Linked DNA regions of Bicyclus anynana: region 1 is linked to region 2. The links are chromatin contacts, called in public Hi-C maps. All regions are on one chromosome and are shown on one strand. The core of a region is the stretch at or near the end of the contact, and the rest is flanking DNA. Distances in the headings are between cores, read along the strand shown. Region 1 holds the start of LOC112046364 (protein groucho). Region 2 overlaps LOC112046364 (protein groucho).

Region 1 (5,754 bases), core at 1,681-4,180, 97 kb after region 2:
CATAGCGGTTCACGGAAATTAAACGCGAGAGTCGTTCGTTGTTTGCGAAGAAACGTGAACTCGAGACGCCATCTCATTTTATCGTAGCTAGCGGTAATTCCATCTGTCAAATATTGACATAGAGCGGAGTGCCTAGGACGCGACACGGATTTTGAGCAAACATACAAATAGGCATTTACATTAACACCCGCACCCGTCTCCCCGTGCCCCTCACCTCCCCCCTCCCATACTATGTCGTAAAAGCGAGAGCCAGGCGTCGTAAAAGAGCAGGGTAAAAGCCTTCTGTCATCCGTAATACGGTTAACAGTTCGCACTCTACAAGTCAAGGGACATTTGCCGTTAAATTTTCCACGATTTAACTACACGTGTTGCCAGATGTGGAACTTCGCTTTTCAATGTAATTGTCAGTTGAAGGTGGTGTGGAAAGTTTTCTTTTTTCCTCAGGAATAGAATAAAACTTAAATTCAAATAACTTTATGAAATGATTTAATCTTTAAATAAATAAAAATGAAGTGGAATGTATTTAGTCTTTTTCATATTCAAATTGTTATTGACAAGGAAAATTAGTCACATTCACCAAGTACATAGTTACCTATACTGAAACCTTATTAACGTAAATACCATTATATCAATACGCATGTTTATATTAAAAACAATTTTCCTATTAAGAATAATGCCTAATAGGTAATTAATTATTTAGATACCTACCTATAGTTACTGGCTGGTGGTCCAAATATAGTCATTTAGTTTGAACTTTGATGTTTTCATGATAATACGTTTTCCAGTGATAAGCGTGCATTATATTTTGGCACTAGCTGACGCCGCGTGGTTCCCGTTCCCGTAGGAATACAGGGATAATATACAGCCTATAGGCTTCATCGATAAATGATCTATCTAACACTAAAAGAATTTTTCAAATCGGTCCAGTAATTCCTGAGATTAGCGCGTTCAAGCAAACAAACAAACTCTTCAGCTTTATATAATATTAAGTATAGATTAATTATTATAATTTAGTGCGTACATAAGTAGGTAAGTTAAAGTAGGTATGAAGACTACTTGAGAAAAAGTCATGACAAGCTAACATTAGGCTAATCAACATTGCATGCCACAGTTTTTTTTTAATTCTAATAAACATCTAAAAAAATTGATTTGCTCATTGTGTTATACATCGCATGTGGTAATCACTGAAGGCAATTAAACTTCTGCTTTGTTCTACTGTAATTAGATACCTACATAGACATTAACACAACAAATAGGTCGGCTTACTATAATTCTCACAATTTAAAAAGTAGGTATCCATAACGTGATAACGTGACAAATTGTCTGAGATAATTTTTAATGGCACGATTATAAACACGGAATTTTATAATTAACACTTTAAATTGGCGTAGACAAACCAAACCAAGCATTGTAATTCCTCTGAGATAAACTGTTTGTTTAGGTGACGTGATTTTTTTTCGTTTTTTTTTTCTTATTAAAGTCACCTTTAATAAGAAAAAAAAATAAGCGCGAGTGTTATTAGTATGAAAATCGGTTGAGGCGTTTAAAAATTGTGGGGTGATAAAAGTGGGGAAGAATTACCGAATGTCTGCAAAAATATACCTACATACTTGAATGGGGTCTCAAATGAAAGCGCACTGAAAGAGACTTGGTCGAGAGTTTAACTTTATTTTTTCTTAAATTTTAGTTTTTCTACAATTTGTAAGTACAGTGCCTTACTCTAAAGTCCGGACGCTCAGTGTTTGCGTTTCTGACAGGTCGTGCGAATGAGACAACATATTCATATATACAATTGCCTAAATTTTGTCTCTCTCTCTCATCTTACATCGCCCACCTGTCAGAAACGCAATCTCTGAGCGGACTTTAGCAACTTTTTTCTATCTAGGTACTCGGAGGAATTGAGCTTCTTAGGTAACTCTTTCGAGGTATTGTGCATTGTTAAAAATAACTGTCACTGTAACACCAAAACACAAGTCCAATCAAAGTTGCAATCGAGTCGAATAAAAAAAAATTTGATTGGGTATAGGTAGGTAGGGTTGGAACTTTATCGGGAGCGACGACAGATGTACGACAGAAACATTGCCATCGGTTACTTTTATGAAAACTGTATTATGGACTTTATTTTTAAAACAATAAAGTAATGATTCGAATTAACGTCATTCATAACTTAACAATTTATGACGCGCTTTTTTTAAAAGTCGTAGGTACTTCCGATGTGAAGTATTATAAAACTTTTAGAAGCAATTTCACAGGTAATTGAGTGTGTCCGACATCGCTCCGACAGCGAGCCGAGCCGCGTCACCGCGGGGGGCGCAGTTGTGCGTTGCTTTTTCTCTTTATTACGTTTGAACGGTAATAAAAAAAGTTTGGGAACCAAACGCGTATTGTTTTGCTCGGTTGTAAACTTGTCAGTACAAGCACAATGCAAATTGTTAAATATTATTATTAAAGGATATCTATTGCAAAGTTTGTTTAAATGTAAATAAAAACCGTTAACTCGTACAACTTTCCCAATGGTTTCACATCGTAGGCGATTTGTCAAAACCGTCAAAACAATGCACATGCACCGCGAGTTTTTTTTTTTAATTTATTCTTTCCCATAGAGAAAAGCGCCGCGATAATGGGCGACAAGTTGATTATCTCCGAGGATGATTTATGTAAAGCGTGTGTGGCTCACCGGATGCCTGGCGGCCGCCACGGCAGCGGCGGCTGCGGCCGCGTTCATTGCGCCCGCGCTCGGATACATCCCCACGTCAAACGCACGCGGTCATCGTCTGCAGCACACTCCAAAAAGAATACAGGGCACAAGCACACACTCCACTCAAGCCACTACGAACACTACGAGCGGGAACACGCGACAACTCACACGCGATACGTAAAATAACAAGAAGCAACACAACCACTACGCACGAACGCTGCAAGTGAACTGACGCGGGCGGGGGGACCGCCTCGTCTCCCCCCGGTCCTCCACCTCCTCGGCCACCCTTCGCATGCCGTTGCCGTACATATTTTCTCAACTCGAATTTTTCGTCTATCTTTTATGTTTGAGGAATACTTAGGCGAATCGGAGATATACGCTCTAATAGATACGTATTATTTGCGGATTTTTATAGGGTACAGTTGAAATGCCGCCTTTAACTGTGGAAGATATTATTTAAATACGTATTAGACATTCGTCTTATTAATCAATCAGCTTAAGACGTCTATCCACGTCTCGTAGACTGTAGACTGTAGATTAGATACCAACCTAAATGTAACTAGGTATCTTTAGAACTTGGGTAACACGAAGCTTGAAACCAGATGGGTCCCTCCCGCATCTCCTTTTGTTTCAAGTCACGCAGCAAACTTACCTAACTAGGTATCTATATACCTACTTACATCAGAATAGATGACTCGACACTCGGCGACGTCTGGCCTGGGCAAACTTTGACAGATATCTCGGTGGCCTACCTACTTCGATGCAAGTTCAGTGAAGATACTGATAAACTCAGACACACTTTAGTTTAGTTCCCAGTTAAATAAAAGGCCAATTTATTTTGGTAGGTAGTTAGCTACCAAGGGGAAGGTGAAGGGGAAAATAAAACCGAGCACGCTGGAGTTAGTGGCACAGAATGAGATTACTTGCAAGCTGAAGTGTGTCACTAGGCTTAAGTGCGACTAGGGTCGGTAGGTTAGGTACAGGTAGGTACAGGCAGGTAGGTCGGCCGAGGACGAACCTCTGACTTTATATGTGAGCCGCAGAATGTAAATGTTTTTTCTTTTAGATTGGGCGCCTCTAATAGACTTTTGTGTTTTTATAGATTTTCTATATGTAGATGAATTTTGAATGGAATTTGAAAGAATGTGCACCTACCTATTTATGCGAGTGAAACCAAAACCTAGCACACAAAGGATTTAAAAAGAAATAAAACCGTTATCAACAAATTTTAGAAACATAGGTATTTTCCTACTAAAAACCGACTAGCTATAACGCTAGTCAAGAATACTTGTATTTTTTTAACCGACCAGCTGCAACCCTAGTTTAGAATATATTCCTCCAACCGACTAGCTGCAACTCTAGTGAAGAATATATTTTTTTATCCAACTAGCTGCAACTGTATTATGTATGCAATCGAGAGTATTATTTTTCACCGACTAGCTGCAACTCTAGTCTAGAATATATTTATCTAACCGACTAGCTGCAACCCTAGTCAAGAATATGCCTACAGGCATTGTATTGAACAATATTTATATGGCTGCTCTTTAGCCGCGTCAATCTGAGCATTAATAACCATAAAGCGCAGCTATTTGAGTGCTCGATACGGATTGCGCTGCTAACAACGCTTGCATAGTTCGTTAATGCGGATTCAGAGTTCAATCATAACATTCTGTGAGTTTCAAGTGCGCAACCGTTGGTGAACCGATATATTGCCTATTATGTAAGTAAGTACGTACTATACCGAGGCATATAGAATTTAACTGGCTAATATTTCAATATATTATTTTGACGGCCTCCGTGGCGCATTGGTATGCGCGGTTGATTTACAAGACGGAGGTCCTGGGTTCGATCCCCGGCTGGGTCGATTGCGGTTTTCTTAATTGGTCTAGGTCTGGCTGGAGGGAGGCTTCGGCCGTGGCTAGTTACCACCCTATCGACAAAGACGTGCCGCCAAGCGATATGTGGTGTGGATTTTCAACCTCCTCCTAACAAGTTAGCCCGCTTCCATCTTAGATTGCATCATCACTTACCATCAGGTGAGATTGTAATTAAGGGCTAACTTGTAAAGAATAAAAAAAAACACACACACTCTTAGAGATTAGTTTATGTAGAAAAATAACGTCAAACAAGTAAAAACATTAAATAGGTAAAGGTACGATTTTAAAGTTCATGTAGGAAGGTACAGTACTAAAATCGGTGACAAGCTTCACTAAATCCACGTTTCATTTTGTTTTTCATTTTATTGTCCATAGTAATTCTTTCCTTTTTGTCGAAGCCCACGATAATGTCGCGCCCACAAATGACATGACTCCTTGACAACGAGTGTTTTTTTTTATTTATGTGTTTGTGTTAAAATGTCTTTTTGTTATCTACTTAGGAGCTTACTTATACTATAGAGCAAGTATGGTTTGAACTGGGGTGTGATTCGACTATTATTAAGTTTTTAGATTTATAATATAGTTCTAAGCTAATGAATTAGGTGGTACCTGTAAGGCTAGTTTTAAGTAAATAAATAAAAAAAAATTATAAACTTGTCGATGTACCTAATATTCGCCTCTATCAAGTTTTATTAGAATTTTAACTTTATTTCTATAAGATGTCAAACATGAAGTTACCGTGTTGTCACTAACTATGAAGTTGCCATGGAAATGAGCGATGTCACATCGCTGTAACTTTACAGAATGTAGGACTTAAAATCAGTTTTAAGCGTGTCTAGCTACTTTGGTTACTACCTATAAATATGGCAATAGAGTTAGCGTATAGTCTTGTAACTATTCAATACGATACCCACCAATATTTTATCCACCAATTTAGTGTTTAACTGCTACCTACGAGTACATAGCCTAATGCATCACATACATACTTAATAGTTCTGATATACCTACGTACGAACTACGAAAAGGTTAACTTGAGCGATGATGGGGTTTATTAAATCACAACTTTGTCTACAACTTGTCAACTATAATATCTATACTAATATTATAAAGCTGAAGAGTTTGTTTGTTTGATTGAACGCGCTAATCTCAGGAACTACTGGTCTGATTTGAAAAATTCTT
Region 2 (5,538 bases), core at 322-2,821:
TACCATAGACACAATTATAACTTATGTAGAACTTAGAAGTTCAAAATAAATTGCTCATAAGCAAGCACATTCATCATTCAATAACGTGTGGTCAAACCGTAATTACGAAGGGCAAATAATGAATACCATCGTATGGCTCGAAGCATGTATACACGAAAAAGAAATGCTCCCAAGACTAATACAGATTTAAAATATACAAAGTGGTCTCCGGTCACCCGTACCCCTTAGCTAGTAATTGCGGCCGGCAATAGTAAATGCATAGCTAGGTCGCGACAGTGCATAAACTGCAAGCGGGAGCCGCCCTTCCGCCCATTACGCTGCCAACTAATTGAGATAAATTATGAAGACGTGAGCCGCGCTCGGAGCTATCGCGCGCCTAACTGCTAATTACTTGCAGCGATTTCAATTATCTGTCTCCGTCGTGTTTATTTGTGGGTGGAATACGGGTTATTGCGAGCGCCGGTATAATGGGCCGAGTTGTACTGCCGGAGGGTTATTTATACGGGGACCTTTCGGACTATTGACGTAAATTGACGTGAATTTAAGCCGCGCCGGCCAGTTGGAAGTCCGTTGGGCATCGCCGACGGTTGACTGAACTTTCAACACATCTTTTGATGTCCTATTGAAGCCGCGTCCTATGGTAATATGGTGACTTAAAACTTATGTAATTACAATGTCATATTTTTACAAATACCATTTCAAGCCTCGTAAATTAAATTTTTACTATGTGTTCTAGGTTCAATCCTACTACTCCTTTTTAAAGAATAATTAATTCCAACGCATTCTTCTATGCATACGCTAGTTAGAGAGGAAACGTAACAAAGGTCAACAAATATGAACAACTCAACAACAATAACAAGTTGTTTTTGTTCAACCACCAACCAAGGCGCTTGGGAACCTTCGTAACTTTAATTTTCTTTCTTTCGACTAATTATTATCATCATAATCTAATACTGTTACCTGACGTCTCGAAAGTGCTCGTAAGATAAGTTTATTTGAAATAAATGAACTGACTGTGATATTGACATGTTCACATGCACCGCTAGAACACTAATTTTGTCTATTTGTGACCATGTTCCATGTCCAAAAAACTAAAAAAAATTTAATAAAAAAAATTCAACCGAATTCAAATACATAAAACATGTTATATCTATTATATTATGTTCTAACTGATGATCAGTTTGAATAATCAGGTAACATACATAAAAAAAACATACAGACGAATTGAGAACCACCTCATTTTTTTGAAGTCGGTTAAAAAAAGTAACACTATTAAAACAAAAAAATAGTTAGTGACCCAATCTTAAAAAAAAAAAAAAAAAATTATGTAGGTTTAGACTGAATCATCTCTTTAATGAGACAGCACTTGTTGAGTAAAAGACATGCAACTCGTAAATGATATCAAGACATGGGATATACACAAGACGATGCACATTGCACATGCGGTGTCGTCGGATGGACGGAGCGACTAGAATAGCCAAAGGGTTATGTATCGTTATGCATTGCGGCGGGCGAGCATCTGGTAGGACCCCACACGTAGCGTGCGCTGCGGGGCACGGGGCACGTATACACGCCACCGCAACCGCAAGTCCGCAACACGGAGTACGATCGTGTACGGTACGCTGCGCGCTCATTACACTTGCGGTGGCTGCTATCTACACTGCACTGCTCGAGACAGCTCTTTATACGGCGATATTTTTGAATGTTCTCAAGTTACATTTCCATTTTATGGTATGTTACACCACTACACACATACGTAAGTTCTATAGACTTGACTATCAGTGCACGTAAGTAGGTAGTTTTGCTTACATTATATTAATTATAGCTAAGAATAAATTTAGATACTACATTAGTATGTAAGTGAAAATAGGTGAGGTTCTTTCACATGGACAAACTTTGCTGTAAATTACTTATAGGTAATACGAAAAAAGAGTCGCAGGTATTAGTTAAACATGTCCCAATATTATTAAAGTGATTTTTTTCATGTTTGTTCAGTATGCTTTTATTTATTCATTTAAGTTACATTTCCATTATAATATTTAACATCATGTCATAAATAAAATGAAAATTTTCTGTCTGACAGCAATTTCACGAATGACCATTGCTGACAGAAATACAGCAAAAGGTATAGGATACCTACCTTTCACTTAGTCAAAAGTACACTTCTACTTTTAAAAGGTTGTCCGGCATAAAATTATTTGGCATCAAAATCAATGCAAGCAAACCTTTAGTTAAAAGCTTGGTAATATTAAACTAAAGTATTTTTGGAAAGCCAAATTGGATTTTCTATACAAACAAGTCTGAATCCAAAAACAATAGTTATCAGAACATTTGTGTCGAAACCGGAACATCCGCTCCGAGAGTTGCAATGCCACAACTTATAACAACTATATTTTGCGCCGGGTGTTAATAAAACCAAAACAAAATATACGGTTGTTCGGCAACACGGCTTGCACTTTCAATTTATATCAATGAAAGCAATAGCTGGATTTTGAATGTACAGCGAGTATTATAGATAGGTAGGTACAGAGTGGTCTAAGGGTGGTTACACACCTGACATAATAACACCCGGTGACTGTAAGTAAGCTTTTGGATCGAGTGTGTAGTGTGAAAATCTACGAAACTGTTTATAGCAATTAGCATCTAATAGTTTATTAGTTGTAAAGCGATGTTTTGTTTTTTTACATGTAAGTAAACCATTCGCTCGTGCTGCCTTAAAAGTAGTAAATTCCAAAACACACTGGCAGATGCTACGCTAAGTTTCGAGAAGTAATGAGATATTTTGCAAAAGAATTAACTGATGTATCGTGTGTACGAGATTGCGTAGAGCCACAGATACACACGTCGAATTCCGGCGAAAGAAGCTGTAAGACACAAAACACTGGCGCACAGCCATGCACTGACAGACTTTAAGGTGTGAGAAATTGATGCCTAATAACCTCCTTTTTTAAGATAAAGAAGATAAGTAAAGCCTGGAACTTGCAGATGCTCTCTAGTTGTGGGGAAGTGGTGTCAGTGTGAGCCGCGATGTCAGCAGTGCATTTGATCCGTTGTTCACGATGCCATGAATTAGGTAATAAGCCTTGATGATTTGAACCCATACACAGAAAAATCATAACTTCTTTTTTGTGAAAAAAAAAACATTAAGTATGTAAAGCTGACTTACAGTCACTGGTAGACTTTATGTCAGGTGTGAACGCACCCTAGGTGTGGGGTAGTGCTGCCGTGTGATCCGCGAAGTGTGAGGTGTGCGGGTGTCGGCAGTGGGTTTTGTCCGCCATTCGCGAAACAATGAATTGATAAGCCATGATTGCATTCACAAATGGGATTTTAGTGCGGAAGGTCAGCCGTGGTGCGCTTTCAATTACACGTGTTCCATTTATTCGGGATTGCGTTGATTTTCGATCTTTAATGCGATTAAAATTTTAATGCAAAGTAGATACAAAGTGAAATTTTTGTATCACCAACTTTGAGCGTAGAAAGCAAAGAAAATATACCTATACTACAGCCTTTCTTGATGAATACTGTTTACCAACAAACAAATTAAATATGTGGGTATAAACCACTAGTCATTTCACAACTAATAATAATTATAATTAACTTGTTCTAAAATTAATGAAAATAAATTTCATTAATAAGCTTAGAATAATTAGATATGGTTAATATATTTTATATAACATTTTATAAACAAGCAATACATAATTTAAAATAAATAAGTTATGAAATGACATGCGCTGTCTACCTTCATTTCTAATTTCTTTGTTAGTAAATAGTACTCATCCAGAAAGGCAGTAGTATAATATGTATGTATTCAAGATATGTATGGACCTTTAGATGTGGTGTTTGTCTTGTTATTTGTTCTATGTTTATTTATTTATTATTGTTCGATAACAATAACAAATATACATTGCAATCAGAAGAAATACAAAAACAAAGCCACTGTTCCCGGTTTCCTAGGTCGCAACTCGAGATCCGTTTGCGACAAATAAAAAACAAGCTTTCTGAACTTTAGGTTTTTTGTATTGTTTTGAATAGATCTAAGTTTATGATTATTTTTGTCCTATTCTTTGCTAAAAGGAGTAAAACTTGGAGTAGAACTAGGTATGACAATAATATTTGAAAGTTTTTTTTGTATCCGATTGACTTGACTGAAGTTTTGTAACTATCAGTGATCATCGAAAAAAAAAATCCAAGCGTACGAATTCTCGGGCGTTATATACCTTCGAGTACTTGTACACAATGCTGTGGTTGTATCAAATAGAATAATAAAACCTAATAAATTATTTTGGTATTGTTCTTCACATTATTACTGTCTCTACATAAAATATGCGATATTTGCCCGTGTGTAAGTAACGAAGGTGTCCCGGAATGCAATATTCAATTTTGTCACGTAAGTGCAGGCAGGTAGGAGTTAGAACCTACCTATTGTTATAAGAGCGGGCGGTGGCGGGTGCTTGTAGGGTTACCAATATTTTCAAATTTTTAGGGTAGTCCCTTATTAATTAATTACTTTTTTAAATGGCTATATTGTGTTGAAACATGTCCAATATTTTCCTTTTTCCTCGAACTAAATAAAAAAAGTTGATCTAAGAGTTGGTAATCCGTGGAATAGTTCTTATAGGATAATAATATTCTATTCATCAAATATTCAAGGGATTTAGAATCCTTATAGAAGGAGTATCTACAAAAGTTTCGAAAATAAATATAATTTTAAAAGTTTTAATAAATGGACGTTTGATACTCAATCACCATAAGGGCTCAATAAATATGTAAAAATATTGACATATTGTGTGTGATATTGTATCAGACGTTCGTTAAGTATAAAATAAATAAACACATGAGTTGAATTTTATCCTACAGAAACGGCATATGCCGGTAGGGGCAGGCTATAATTTGTAAACAACCTATCTATGAGAATCTTATCGGTAGTTATTACCTATCTATATTAATATTAATCCTTAAAAATGTTAAACCAAACGTGGCTACCCTACATCCATCGGGCTTGCATAAATCGATGCGATACGCCGGATCAGAACAAAGCCGCAGACGAGCAATACCTGTGCCGCGCTACCGCTACCTCTACCTCTACCCGACCTGCAGGTATTGCAATGCTCCAACTCTCTTTGGAGCCTCTTGAATTTCCAATAAAACAAATGCGGCTCGATCGCGAATAATACGCCGATTGCTGAACAAAAGTTGGTTTCTGGTGCGCCCGCATTGTGTTATTTGCATTTCATCTATTATTCTTTACTAGTGGTTACTGCGACTTCGTTTGCCTACACTTTCTTTATTTTTTTGAAGTTAAGTTCAGACCCAACCACGTCATAAAATTCTTTAGGTGTCATAAAACATTACAAAATTTTCATTTTATTATATTTCTTATTATATTGGGCCTTATTTATAAACATGGATTAGGATTTAAACCTCAAATTTCTTCGAGAAAATCGAGGTTTAAAACGCAATCCATGTTTATGAATTTGGGGTATTGAAGCAGAGTCTACGAGTCTATAATTATCGAGAACAATTTAAATGAAGAAG

Evidence for each region. Hi-C and Micro-C count contacts between places; a contact is called where the count stands out from the background.
Region 1: a contact with region 2 is called in a Hi-C map of whole body, with 2.0 times the contacts expected there. The contact joins the promoter of LOC112046364 here to the enhancer-like site in region 2. A contact is called at or near these places in 2 of 2 Hi-C or Micro-C datasets (whole body and whole larva).

The regions. Positions count from the first base shown.
Region 1 is chr17:11,544,816-11,550,569 of ilBicAnyn1.1, forward strand. It overlaps LOC112046364 (protein groucho), which reads right to left and starts at 2,931. Exons shown (of 16, transcript XM_052886473.1): 1 at 2,678-2,931. The coding sequence starts at 2,746.
Region 2 is chr17:11,449,045-11,454,582 of ilBicAnyn1.1, forward strand. The region is part of intron 7 of LOC112046364 (protein groucho); the gene reads right to left. Among protein-coding and RNA genes, the nearest start is that of LOC112049373, 34 kb to the left of the region's middle. Within about 2 kb of position 1,572, at least 8 of the 8 cell types and tissues checked have open chromatin away from gene starts, as enhancers often do.